Linked DNA regions of Sus scrofa: regions 2, 3 and 4 are each linked to region 1. A link is a contact called in public Hi-C and HiChIP or PLAC-seq data. All regions are on one chromosome and are shown on one strand. The core of a region is the stretch at or near the end of the contact, and the rest is flanking DNA. Distances in the headings are between cores, read along the strand shown. Region 1 holds the start of NEK8 (serine/threonine-protein kinase Nek8). Region 2 holds the start of PHF12 (PHD finger protein 12). Region 3 holds the start of UNC119 (protein unc-119 homolog A). Region 4 has its middle 7.9 kb from the start of MIR144.

Region 1 (2,901 bases), core at 283-2,782:
GACTAGGCAGAAGGTGACACTGCTGTCAAGACTGAGCCCTGCGCTTGTCAACACCAACTCCCCAACGCACACACACAGCGCTGCCGCTGCCGCAGGGAAATCTGCCTTCAATACTCAACTAGGGAGAACTTCCTTGGGGGAAAATGGGAGGGAACGGGACTACCACCTGAAGGCATCCAGGCGGGAGAGGAGGAAAGAATCATTCGCCTGATATGGGTTCAAATCTTCTGCCCAGAGGTGGGGGGCTGGTTAGTAGTACAATAGTCTAAGATCTTGGCCGGAAGTGAGTTTAATTCCAGGTGTCTACCCACCGCCTTCTGCCCTTCATGACCTCTATAAAATCTCAGTTAAGGTAGCAGGAAGGACGATGATTAGCTAAGGGATAGCGTCCCTATTTCTGAGTGGGTGAGGAACGTGAGGAAAGGGGTGTTTATCTTCTGTTCCCACCCTGGCCCTTGAAAGGGTACCCAAAACTACCCACGTGGAATGACCACTGGAAAGGCCCCATGAGGGCCTGTTGGTAGCTGGCTCAGGCCAGGGTGTCCGGCGGACAAAGCTGCCCTGTGAGCAGAGGAGGGCAAGGGGGAAAGCCACTCAGCTGGGACACTCCGTGTTCTCACCTAGAAACTGATCAGGCCTTGGTTGACCCGGAGCCCCAGAGAGGTTAATGTGTAACCTTGGAGCCATCAGGGGAGGCAGAGCAAACACCCAAACCTCTTGGCGCCTCAGGCTTCTGGTTTTCCCTCACTCTCAGAGCAGCCCCCCACCCCCGCTCCAACTACTCCCTTCTCTTTTACCTCCGCCCTTTCGTTCGCTGAGTCTGGTTAACTCTTGGGCAAAAACACCACCTCCTTCCTTGTACGCCGGGAGGGGATCCCACGCCGCGTGAGGACAGGCTGTCACCTAGCGGTCGTGAGTTGCAACTGCTCCAGGCCACTGGCCGGCAAAGTGAGGGTCACCCTGGTGGCCTGGGCACATCGGCCGTCTTCCCCGCTCCGGCCTCCAGGAAGCGGGGAGAAGAGAGCTGGGACTGTCTGAGGGAGGACTGTGACTGCCGCGCGGCCCCAGGAGCCCAAGAGCCGGCTGGGAGGAGGGGTGGTGATAGGTTAGTCGACAGATTCTAGGCAGTGACTTGGGCGGGATGAGGTAGAGGCAGGTAAACGTGTTCGACTCTGGCCTGAAGATGCTAGCGGAAAAATACGGTCTGAGAGATCATCGTCGGATACGGGGCACCGGCTGGTCCCCAGGTTTAGGGATTTAAAAGACGTGGGTGCGTGACGGGTCCCGCCCAGCTTTGCGGGTAAAGGAGGTAAGGGAGGAGAGAGTTCTCTCAGGGCCCGCCCAGGCAGGGGAGCTGGGACGCCAGGGGATTTGGGTTAACCAGGCCAGGCGAGCGAAGCGGGACTCCGTCGGCAGTCGGGAGGCGCCAGCGAGGGGTGGCTTGGCGGTGGCGGCCCCAGGACAGCCTCTTTTGCCCAAAGTCCGCGGGAGCCTGGCGGGGCCTGGGGGGCCTGAGGGGAAATGGGGCTCTCGCCCTCCGCGCTGCGGAGGCGCCGGAGGGGCGGGGACAGGAGGGCGGGGCGGGGCGGGGGCGCGGGTGGTTGGGGGCGGGGGCAGAGGCCGGACGGGAAGGGACGGGAGGAGCGAAGGGGGCCTACAGGGCTCCGCGGAGACAGTGTGTGTGAGGCTGGCGGCCGCCAGGAAAGGCGTCGGGGGTGGACCAGCCCAAAAGAAAGTCCCTTTCCCGAACTGCCGGAGGAGGCGGCCTAGAGGGCGAACAGACAGAAGGCAGGGAGGGTCAGCATGCCCCCAATGCTGCTCCCCGCCCTGCCGCTGCTCCTGGGCGCCACGCTGACCTTCCGGGCGCTCCGGCACGCGCTCTGTCGCCTGGCCCTACCGGCGCACGTGCGCGCCGACCCCCTGCGCACCTGGCGCTGGCACAACCTGCTCGTCTCCTTCGCCCATTCCATTGTGTCAGGGACCTGGGCGCTGCTGTGGTGAGTGAAGGACTGGGGGAGTGAAGGCGGCTAGGGGATCCCGCATTACTCTTCCCATCACTCATTGGCGGGCTGAGGCCCAGGCAGTCTCACCTGATTCCCGGTTTAGAATGCTGTCCAACCAGGAGCGGCTGCAGCCCCAGGGGAGGGGGGTTCTCACCTGGGAAACGGCGAACACCTGGGTTTCAGCCAAGCCCCTCCTCGCTCCCGGTCAGCCAATAGCACCAGCCCAGACTCCCCGGGCACTGGCATGGTTGTGGGTCCTTGGGGATACCGAGTGAAGCGCCTGCCTTCTTCCCTCCCATCCAGTATATGGCAGACCCCGGAGATGCTGGTAGAGATTGAAACAGCATGGTCGCTTTCTGGCTATCTGCTCGTTTGTTTCTCTGCAGGTAGGTCTTGCTTCGTATTAAGTAGTTGGGAGGGACAGGAATGTTTCTTGCTCAGTCCCGTTTATGACCTCTTCCCCATCCCTCGGCTAGGGTATTTCATCCACGACACGGTGGATATCGTGGTTAGTCATCAATCACGGGCTTCTTGGGAATACCTTGTCCATCACGTCATGGTAAGTGAGCAGGGGATGTGGAATAGGCCTGGTGCTAGCAACCTAATCTAAGCCTTTTTGAATCTGGGAGATAACCCCACCCAGGGGCCTATGGTCTAATGCTAGAATGCTGAGGGTTGGTAGTCTCTGTACCCTTGCTTCACTACTTGAGGCCAGCAATCGTGGCCTCATTTTCTTTGCCTGAAAACTCCACCCATAGCAAGAACTTGTGGATAGGGTTCAAAATGTAATTGTATTGAATACACTGTGTTTCCAAAAGATGCAAACGGGAGGATTTCCTAGCCCCCAATCTTGTAGCCTTCATATTCCCACCAACTTCCAGAAAAGCTTTGGCATCTG
Region 2 (2,901 bases), core at 278-2,777, 210 kb before region 1:
AAAGGGCCGATCTACATATCCTTTGATCAATAAGGCCCAGGACCTTAGTGTTCTTTCCAGGCACCAACAGGATCATTAGGAAAGTCAGAGAAACAGAAACCTAAGACCACATATGGACATCCTTACCCTATCCACTTTATCATCCCAAAAGAAGCAGCATCTCCTCACAGGCAGATAGATAGTGTCCTAACTTGGGAATCAAATCTTTTTCATTCCTAGGTCTGCCATAAATGCATTATGTGAAATATGCAAATCACTACTCTTCTCTGTGCCTCTGGAAATGAGGGGATTAATACAGATGCTCTTTAAACCCTTTCCAGTTTTAGGTTTCTGAGAATGCTAAGGATACCTTAACATCAAAAGTGAACCAGGCTACCTGCCCAGGATATCTGGTAAAAACGCCAACTAAATGCCTAGTGTCAGGCACAATGATGCCACTCCCTTCTCCTTCGCTCCATCAACAGTCAGGCAGAGACAACAGGCCATCTCCGAAGATGAGACCAAGGGGAGGGCGATCACAGAGGAGGGAGCTGAAGTCCTGCCCAGAATTTCAGTGAGGCCTTCAGACTACAAATCCCAGCATACCACACTGAAGCTATAAAAAGTATCTCTTCCGGGCAGGCAAATCACTCTTCCCCCAGTTCATCCTACTGCACACTGCATCGCACGCACATGGAACTACGGCTCCCACAATCCACCAGACCCATCGCGATTCTTGCTTCCAGGGTGCAATGCGCTCCCGTTCGCCCTTTGGCCCCTTTGCGCGTTGCAAACTGGGAATTGAAGTCCACAGTAGGCAGGTAGCTGGGCGTTGTCAGCATTACAAACTTCGCTTTTGGCTTCCTTTCGGAGAGTGGTTCTCAGAGATAGTGGTCAAGTCGTAACGGAGAGCTCTCCATGGTGCCATCACTAGCAAAGGCAAGCATGCTCAAGCTAAAATTTACTGTCGGGATCGGGAGGGAATTGGGAACAGTAGCCATCCAACCCGACACCGAAAACATCGTTTTCCGTTGCAATGGCTTTTCTTTTATCTTTACCAATATGGCGCCTGGTCCAGCCACACCTGACGCTGGAACCTGACAGTCCAGTACGACATCCTTAGGAGTACGGCCTATCAGTCCAGCCAGCACTACACTTTGCTCCTTTCTGTTCATGCCTAAGGACTCCAAGGACACGATAGCCTATATATCATTACCAAAATGGCGAAAGTATAAGCACTCTTGTGAGGGCCTACAGGTAACAACACGCCTGCGCGGGAGCCGGCTGCGTTGTTGTGGGGCGAGAGGGGAGCATCCTTAACACGCCTGCGCGGGAACCGGGTGCTCTTGGGCTATTCACAAACTCCAATGGATGAAGGGTCCTCCTGTTCCTGCGGCTGCGCTATGACCCTTACCAGCTCGCCCAGGCGCCTGCGCGAGACCTCAGGTCCCGCCCTTTTACCTCAGTACGCTGGCGCAGGGCAGAAAGGCGGGGCTTCGGTGCTCCAGACGAATGCCAGCGCGGCTGCGCGCTGGGGGGTACCCCCTCACTGCGGCTGCGCGGGAGCCCGGCCGCCGGCTGTCACTGCGGTTGCGCGCGGCGAGCGGCGATCCCGGGGCGCCTGCGCGGGTGGCTTTGCGGGCGCTCGCGGTAAGTTTGCGCCAAGTGCGCGGCAGCCGGGACGCAGACGGCGGCAGCGGCGAGAGGCGGAGCCCGGGGACCACCCCCCATCACCCTCCCCGCAGTCACCTCACGTACCACAACCTCACCTAACCTCTCACCCCCCCTCCGATCCCCCCAGCCCCGGGATGGCAGCGCCCGCCAGCCTTCCCGGCCGGACCAGCGGTCGCCAGCGCCGGCTTTAGCCTGTGGGACTAGGCCCCGCCGAGGCCTGACCCCCGGAGCCGGGACCCACCGTGCAGCCAGCCGCCGGGCCGGGGCTGAGGGGCCGCTCCCCCTCACGGCCCGTGGGAGGACGCTGTCGTCCCGGGGACTGGGGGCCGGGGGGTGGGGGGAGCCAGGGCGAAGAAGTCGGGACCCGTGTTGGTAAAAAAGAAGGGGGGCCGGGGTCAGGAGCGCCCCCTCCCCCCGCTACCCCCTCCCCCCGGGGTTGGGGGGGCCGGAGCAGAGAGCGCCCAGCCCGGGAGGTGGATGAATGTGGGAGAAAATGGAGACCAAGACGATCGTGTACGACTTGGACACGTCGGGGGGGCTGATGGAGGTAAGAGTGGCCCTCCTCATTTCTTTTCCCTAGCGCCAGTAGAGAACCTCCGCCCTCCGCCCCACAAAGCCGGTCCTGAGCTCGCAGCGCAAGAGGGCCGGGGAAGGGGGGGGGCTCTTCTCACCCAGACGCTCCCTCCCATCTTTGCAACTCGGGGGGCTGAGCTCAGCCGCCGAGGACGTTTGCAGCAGTTTCACCTACCCGCCGCCCTCGATTCGCTCTCCCGAAGCGCCAACCCACTCCATCGCGTTGCACCGGCGGGCCTCCCCACCCCCTTCTTGTCGGCCCCTTTGTGCTTCCCCCAGCACGTCCGGGTACCGAGCTTCAGGCCTCTCCCGAGCCTCGCTTTGGAGTCCCCCACTGTCCATACAAGGAAGTGGCGAGAAGGGAACCGCACACCCTCTCCCCATCCCCCCTACCCTGATCCTCCCCATTTGGAAGAAGCCGTTCTCGTTGTTGTGCTGCAGGAACGCGGTTAGGGTGGGCTCCCCTGTTCCGGGGGCTGAGAGGTTCTGGGAGCAGCCTGGATGGGAGGAAGAAGGACAAAAGGGGGGAGAAGGGTGGGTGACAGAGAAGCTGCGCCGGGGGGGCGACGGACCGCCCGGGAGCTCCGAGTGTGCACACACGCCATTTGTATGTGTGTGCAGCAAATCCAGGCTCTGCTGGCTCCCCCCAAGGCGGACGAGGCAGAAAAGCGGAGT
Region 3 (2,901 bases), core at 251-2,750, 160 kb after region 1:
TTGTGCCTCTGCCCTGTTCCCCACAGTCCTCTTGCACTGAGAGGGAGCACTGGGGGAAAGCCCTGGGTTGGATTCTAGGGCTCTGCCCTCCAGGCCCTCAGGGAGAGCCCTAGCACTGCTCCCATGGAAAGGGCTGGGCTCCTGTCACCTCTGGGGCCTTCTCCCTTACTCCCCTTGCTCCAGGCTGGCTACACCTGTTGGGTGCAGCCTATTGCTGTGTGTGGCAGAGGTTGCCTTTATCTTTACCTAGAGGCAGTATGGTGCGGTGGGGAAAATTCCGGACTTGGGATCAAACACATCTGAATTCAAACCCTTGCTTCTGCCCTTATCATCTGGGGAGCTTTGAGTAGGCCACTTAATCCTCCCTGAGCCTCAGTTTTTCATTTAAAAATAGCACTGATACCTCCCTTACAAGGTGGTTGTGAGTATTAAATGGATGAGCATGTGAAAGTGTCTGGCATATTCTAGGCTCTCAATAAACGTTGGTTGAATGTGAATTGGAATTATATGAAGTATGAGTGTAACTTTCATTCATTTGTGTTTTAAGTAATGATTTCCTGATGCCTGTCCTCCTGGGCTCACTGGTCCACTTTGCTTCTACTGGCTATGTGCCCTTCCTGCCTCCCTATCTTGGAGGGCCCTGTGGTGGCTAGAATCTTGTAGGCTATTGTCCCTCAGTGTGTCCTGGCTTGTCTAGCAGGGGGTTTGGGAGAGAATAGCTTTTACTGGTGTAAGCCCTCAGATACTAACTAATTCATAAATTCAAAAATAAAATAAAATTGACCCTTTAAGAATGCAGGGGTTGGGACACCCACCTTCCGGTGCATTCAGAATCAGAGTATAATTTATCATTGGCCCTGGGTATTAGCAGTTTCGCATCTGCAGTTTCACCCAACCTTCCATTGTGTAGTATTTTTTATTGGAAAAAAGTGCACATATAAGTGGCCCTACACACTTCAAACTCATGTCGTTCAAGGGCCAGCTGTATTGAGCACAGGCTGCAGTGGGCATTATGCAAGGTGCTGAGTGGTATTTTAGAGAACGGATAGGACCTCTGCTTTTAAGTAATTGGTCTTTAAGGGGGAAAGAGTGAACAAACGAAACTAATTTCAGATAATGCTTTAGAAAGAAAAAATAGGCTGATCAGATAGTGACTGGGGGTTGGTATTGGTACTTGAGATTGTGAGTCTGAGAGGGCCTCTGAGCAGAGGTATTTGAGCTGAGACTAGAAGGACAAGAGGAGGCCTTCTGGGGGAAGAGCATCCCAGGCAAAGACCCTGAGGCGGGAACTCTTTTGAGGGGCGGAGAGAAGGGCGGAGCGGCTGGAGTACAGCGAGTAAGGAGAAGGTAGCCTTAAAATTCCTACAGATAAAAGTGGGAACAAAAATGAGAGAACCTGGGAGCGAGCCTCAACCCTGCCCGCGTGAGTAGCTCAGGTGGGCGGGCGGTGGGCGGGGCCAGTTCTGGGCCCACCCCGGGGGCGGGGCGGTACCTGGGGCCCCGGCGGGGGCGGGGCTGCGGACGCTCCCCCTTTGCTCCAGCCGGCGCAGGCAGCCGCGGCGGCAGCAGGCGAGCCGCGGCCCCGCGAGGCCATGAAGGTGAAGAAGGGCGGCGGCGGGGCCGGGACGGCGGCGGAGCCCGCTTCAGGGGCCTCGGGCCCAAGCGTGGAGCCCAAGCTGGAGCCGCAGGCGGAATCCGGGTCCGGGTCCGAGTCGGAGCCGGAGGCAGGCTCGGGGCCCAGGCCGGGGCCGCTGCAGAGGAAGCAGCCGATCGGGCCGGAGGACGTGCTGGGGCTGCAGCGGATCACGGGCGGTGAGCACCAAGCGAGGGAACGCCGCCGGCAGGCGGGAGCTAGAGAGGGCCCTCGAGGCGCGCGGAGCCCGGGCCCCCGCCCCCTTTCCCTCCCTCCCCTGCCTCCCCTCCCCCACCCGGGTCTCCCTGGCCGGTGTCCCCTATCCTTCTGCCTCTGGGCCTGAGATCTCCATGTACCTCCTTCCTTTGATATCTCTCTGTGCCCCCTTCTTTCTGTAGAGATTTCTTTCCACCCGACTCTTTCCTTTTTGAAGAGTCTATCCCCCTTTTCCAAGGGTGGAGGTGGGCAGCAGCTGCTACTGTGACCCCTTCCCCACAGTCCTCAGAACCCTGTGAAGATTTTCTCTGCAATAACGAGGAGGGGGGCTAAGGGCAGTCTGTCCTCAGTCTCCACCCTGGAGGCTTGGTGGAGGCAGAGTTACTTGGGTGGTATCAAAACCCTCCTGTCTCCCTGATCGTTAATGCCCTCACCCTGGACACCCCAGGAAGTCTGAAGCCATCCTCCTACCCCGGAAAGAACCTGAAGAGGAAACTTCAGTGGGTTGGCTCTGGGCTCTCTCAAGGGAGTGGGTTAATGAATGCCCCCCCCCCCCCCCGCGCCACCCCACGCAGCCTGGACTAGGGCCTGACCTCTTCTGGGAGGCCAAGTCTCCACTGTGGCTGAGTTTCTGAGCTCGACCTGCCTAAGCTGAACTTCCAGCTTTGTCGTGTAATTGGCTGTATGATCTTGGGCTCATAACTTCACCTCTCTGCACATATTCACCTGTAAAATGGGGATAATAACTCCTACCTTACAGAGCTATTGTGAAAATAAATCCTCTGATTTTGCACCGTGCCTGGCGTTGTGCATGCCCTGTAAATAGGGCTCTTTTATCAATAGTACTGAGGGCCCCACAGGACTGCTCATAGCTGCTGCTGAGAGGCAGACAACTGGGCATTCAGGGCAGGGGAGGGGGTCACCAGAGGCAGGCAACAAGGACCAGGAAGTCTCATGGCAGAGGCAGTGGTTGAGCGTCAAAGAACACAGCATTTGGAGAGGCAGTGGCTTTCTACCTCGACCTCATTGATCAGTAACCCTACCCTGGCTCC
Region 4 (2,901 bases), core at 214-2,713, 130 kb before region 1:
GCCATGACGGGAACTCCTGCAGGTCCAATGTCACCCCTAGCCTGGAAACCTCCATATGCTGCGAGTACAGCCCTCAAAAGGCAAAAGACAAAATAACTAACTAAATAAATAAATTGTCTCAATGGTTGTATACATATGTCCAAACTTGCCAAATTTTATATATATTTTTCAATACTTACATTTTATGGTCAATTACACCTCAATAAAATGTTTTTAAAAGTTGAAAAATAGGAGTTCCCGCTGTGGTGCAATGGGATTGGTGATGTCTGGGGGGAGCACTGGGGTGCAGGTTTGATCCCCAGGCTGGTGCAGTGGGTTAAGAATCCATCGTTGCCACAGCTGTGGCTTACTTAGGTGGCCACTATGTCTCAGATCTGATCCCAGGCTATGGAACTCCATTTGCCACCAGGTGGTCAAAAGAAAAAAATAAAGGAATAAACTGCCACCAAGTCTTTTTGGTTGGTCTGGACAAATGAAGCTGCCATTTACTGAAATGGGAAAAATAGTTGGAGAAGCCGATTGGAGGTGGGATCAGGACCTCGGTTATGGATGTTAGGTTTAAGTTGCCTGTTAGAGAAATTCGCAAGTGGGAGATTTCCCAGTTAGTTTAGGGGAGAGGCTTGGCCTGGGCGCAGGGATTCGTGTGTCATCACTGTGTAGAAGTATTTAAAGTCATGCAACACAGTGAGGTCAAAGAAGGAACGAGTGTGAGCGTAAAGAAGCTCAAGGATGGAGTCTCGGGCTGTCTGGGGCCGTCTACAATGAGAGTCGTTACAAGGACCAGATGGCACAGCTCACGTTAGCATCGAGCATGGCGCTCTGTGAGCACTTAGCCTGTGGGAGGAGCTGGTGTTATTTGCTTGGTAGCTGGCTTTATAAAGCCCTCGTGCAGGCTTTCCTTTTTTTCAGATTTTAATTTTATTTGCCGACGGATCACTAAAGTGATATATATGTGGTACTTCTTGAATCCCTGAGCCAACCCTGTGAAAAGAGCTACTGCCCTCTCTCTCTCATGAAATAAGTGAGGAGCACGGAGGTGGAGAAACTTGCCCAAGGTCACACAGTGTCTGAGCCAGAACCAGGACTGGCGGCCAGACTTCCAGACTCTGAGGCTCCTGCTCTTGTCACTGCTTCCTGTTGACTTTCAGAAAAGGGAGGCCCTGGTGGCCGCACTGGGACCAAACTCTGAGATGGCCCTGGTTAACCTTAGTGGCAGGGGCAGCGGACTGGCCAGAGGAGAGGACCAGAGGGGCCTTAGGCAGCGGGCTTACTGAAAGCGGCGTGAAGGATGCCGAAGCAAGCAAGGAAAGGGGCGATGATTGGGGAGGGGGGCATCAGCCCTTATGCTAAAGCCCATGAACTTGGAGTGCGGGGAGCACCTGACCTCTTCCGCAGAGCCTGGAACCAGGCTCAGGAAGGGGAGTGGAGAGGACAGGGCCTTTGTCCATGCCTGTAAAGGCCTGCCCAGGCTGTCCCTCCTCACCTGGTCTGCCATGGATCCAGGATGTGGCAGCCGAGGGCCCAGGTGCAGACTGGGCTCCTTGTGCTTCTGACTCCAGTTTGGGAACTGGGTAGGGGGCCCAGGGCTTACTCCCATTCCCTGCTATGCCCAGTCCCTGGGCCTGAGGGCCCAGCACAGAGGGGGTTAAGAGCCTTGGGACCTTTGCCTGGGGCGGGGTGGGGGCAGGGAACTGTCACAGGAACCTTGTCTGGCCTGATAATCCCGGCTGCCTATCTCTTTCATAACAGCTGTGAAGCGCACAGGTGGTCCTGGCTGGGAGGGAGAGAAGTGAGGGCCTTGCTGATGGCGGGAAGGATTTGAGGAGGGAGGGACACCCAGGCTCCCTGGAGATCTTTTCCCACCTCACAGCTGCCTTCAGGACTGTGCCGGGAGGCTGGGGCGGGCATGGCCTGAGTCTGGACATGGGGGCTGCCGCTGACGGAGAGAGCAGGGACTAGGAGCTGATGAACAGGCTTAGGGAGGTGTGGTTTGCCACGTTTCTAGTTCTGCCTCACTATGAGCCTAGGCAGTGTGCAGCAGGTAGGTGAGTGAGCACACCTGCCCCACACACACACTGCCGTTCCCCCAGGGAGGATGAGCAGCAAAGCCCGATGCAAAGCCATTTCCTGACCTCCTGTTATATATGAGCCAGGCTCCAGGTTAGAAATTTTCACCTCCTCCATCTCACTTCATCTGTTCAACAATCATGAAATAGAGGAGTTCCCATCGTGGCTCAGCAGGTTAAGAACCTGACTAGTATCCATGAGGTTGCAGGTTCAATCCATGGCTCGGATCCCGTGTTGCTGTGGCTGTGGTGTAGGCTGGCAGCTGCAGCTGTGATTCGACCCCCTAGCCTGAGAACTTCCATATGCTGCAGGTGCAGCCCTCAAACAAAAAAGATCATGAAATAGAAGGCATTTTAAGTCCATTTTATGAAAAGGAAGCCAAGGCTTTAAGAGCAGGGCAGGGCCCAGGCCCACTGGGCAGGTTGTGGTGGAGCCCAACCTCTGACAGATCCACAGCTGTGCTTTTTCCTTCCGGCTCTGAGTCAGGCCTGGGCTGGAAGAAAAGCAAGAACTCTAAGGTATGACTCCCGAACCGAGCAGGCTGAGGCTCTGGTTCAAGCCGCAGATGGCCTGTGATTCCAGGTCATGTGAGCTCCGTGCAAGGAGGTCAAAGGAGGGAGAGAGGATTGCAGTCGGGTTGGGGTTGGCCCACAGCAGGTGTGGAAGAGGCTTAAAAAGGGCTGGGACGGGTGGGAGGATCTGAGGAAGCGGAAGCCAAGAGGGAATCCTGCTCGCTCTGGCCAGGGGCTTCCCACACACTCTTTCACTGAGTCTTCCCAAAGTCAGCCCCATTTTAGAGACGAGGAGACCACAGCACAGAGAGATGAAGCTTGC

What was found. A called contact is a pair of places that touch in the nucleus more often than the background predicts. HiChIP or PLAC-seq counts read pairs in DNA pulled down with a chosen protein or histone mark.
Region 2: a Hi-C map of liver shows a contact between it and region 1, with 2.8 times the contacts expected there. The contact joins the promoter of PHF12 here to the promoter of NEK8 in region 1. A contact is called at or near these places in 1 of 5 promoter capture datasets (liver), 4 of 47 Hi-C or Micro-C datasets (embryonic fibroblasts, liver and subcutaneous adipose tissue) and 1 of 2 datasets of contacts at active chromatin or transcription factors (alveolar macrophages).
Region 3: an H3K27ac HiChIP or PLAC-seq map of alveolar macrophages shows a contact between it and region 1. The contact joins the promoter of UNC119 here to the promoter of NEK8 in region 1. A contact is called at or near these places in 1 of 47 Hi-C or Micro-C datasets (blood) and 1 of 2 datasets of contacts at active chromatin or transcription factors (alveolar macrophages).
Region 4: a contact with region 1 is called in a Hi-C map of fetal liver, with 1.7 times the contacts expected there. The contact joins the enhancer-like site here to the promoter of NEK8 in region 1. A contact is called at or near these places in 2 of 5 promoter capture datasets (fetal liver and liver), 3 of 47 Hi-C or Micro-C datasets (embryonic fibroblasts, fetal liver and liver) and 1 of 2 datasets of contacts at active chromatin or transcription factors (alveolar macrophages).

The regions. Positions count from the first base shown.
Region 1 is chr12:44,961,726-44,964,626 of Sscrofa11.1, reverse strand. NEK8 (serine/threonine-protein kinase Nek8) reads right to left here and starts at 1,532. Exons shown (of 16, transcript XM_021067481.1): 1 at 798-1,532. It overlaps TLCD1 (calfacilitin), which reads left to right and starts at 1,604. Exons shown (of 3, transcript XM_013989985.2): 1 at 1,604-1,997; 2 at 2,307-2,562. The coding sequence starts at 1,804.
Region 2 is chr12:45,173,381-45,176,281 of Sscrofa11.1, reverse strand. PHF12 (PHD finger protein 12) reads left to right here and starts at 1,527. Exons shown (of 16, transcript XM_005656997.3): 1 at 1,527-1,629; 2 at 1,781-2,200; 3 at 2,848-2,901. The coding sequence starts at 2,135.
Region 3 is chr12:44,805,933-44,808,833 of Sscrofa11.1, reverse strand. UNC119 (protein unc-119 homolog A) reads left to right here and starts at 1,500. Exons shown (of 5, transcript XM_003131761.5): 1 at 1,500-1,812. The coding sequence starts at 1,593. PIGS (phosphatidylinositol glycan anchor biosynthesis class S) reads left to right here. Exons shown (of 12, transcript NM_001244339.1): 12 at 1-503.
Region 4 is chr12:45,095,488-45,098,388 of Sscrofa11.1, reverse strand. No RefSeq gene overlaps it. Among named protein-coding and RNA genes, the nearest start is that of MIR144, 7.9 kb to the right of the region's middle. Within about 2 kb of position 1,463, at least 10 of the 83 cell types and tissues checked have an H3K27ac peak or open chromatin away from gene starts, as enhancers often do. A contact at or near this core is called in fetal liver and liver, where this site is marked.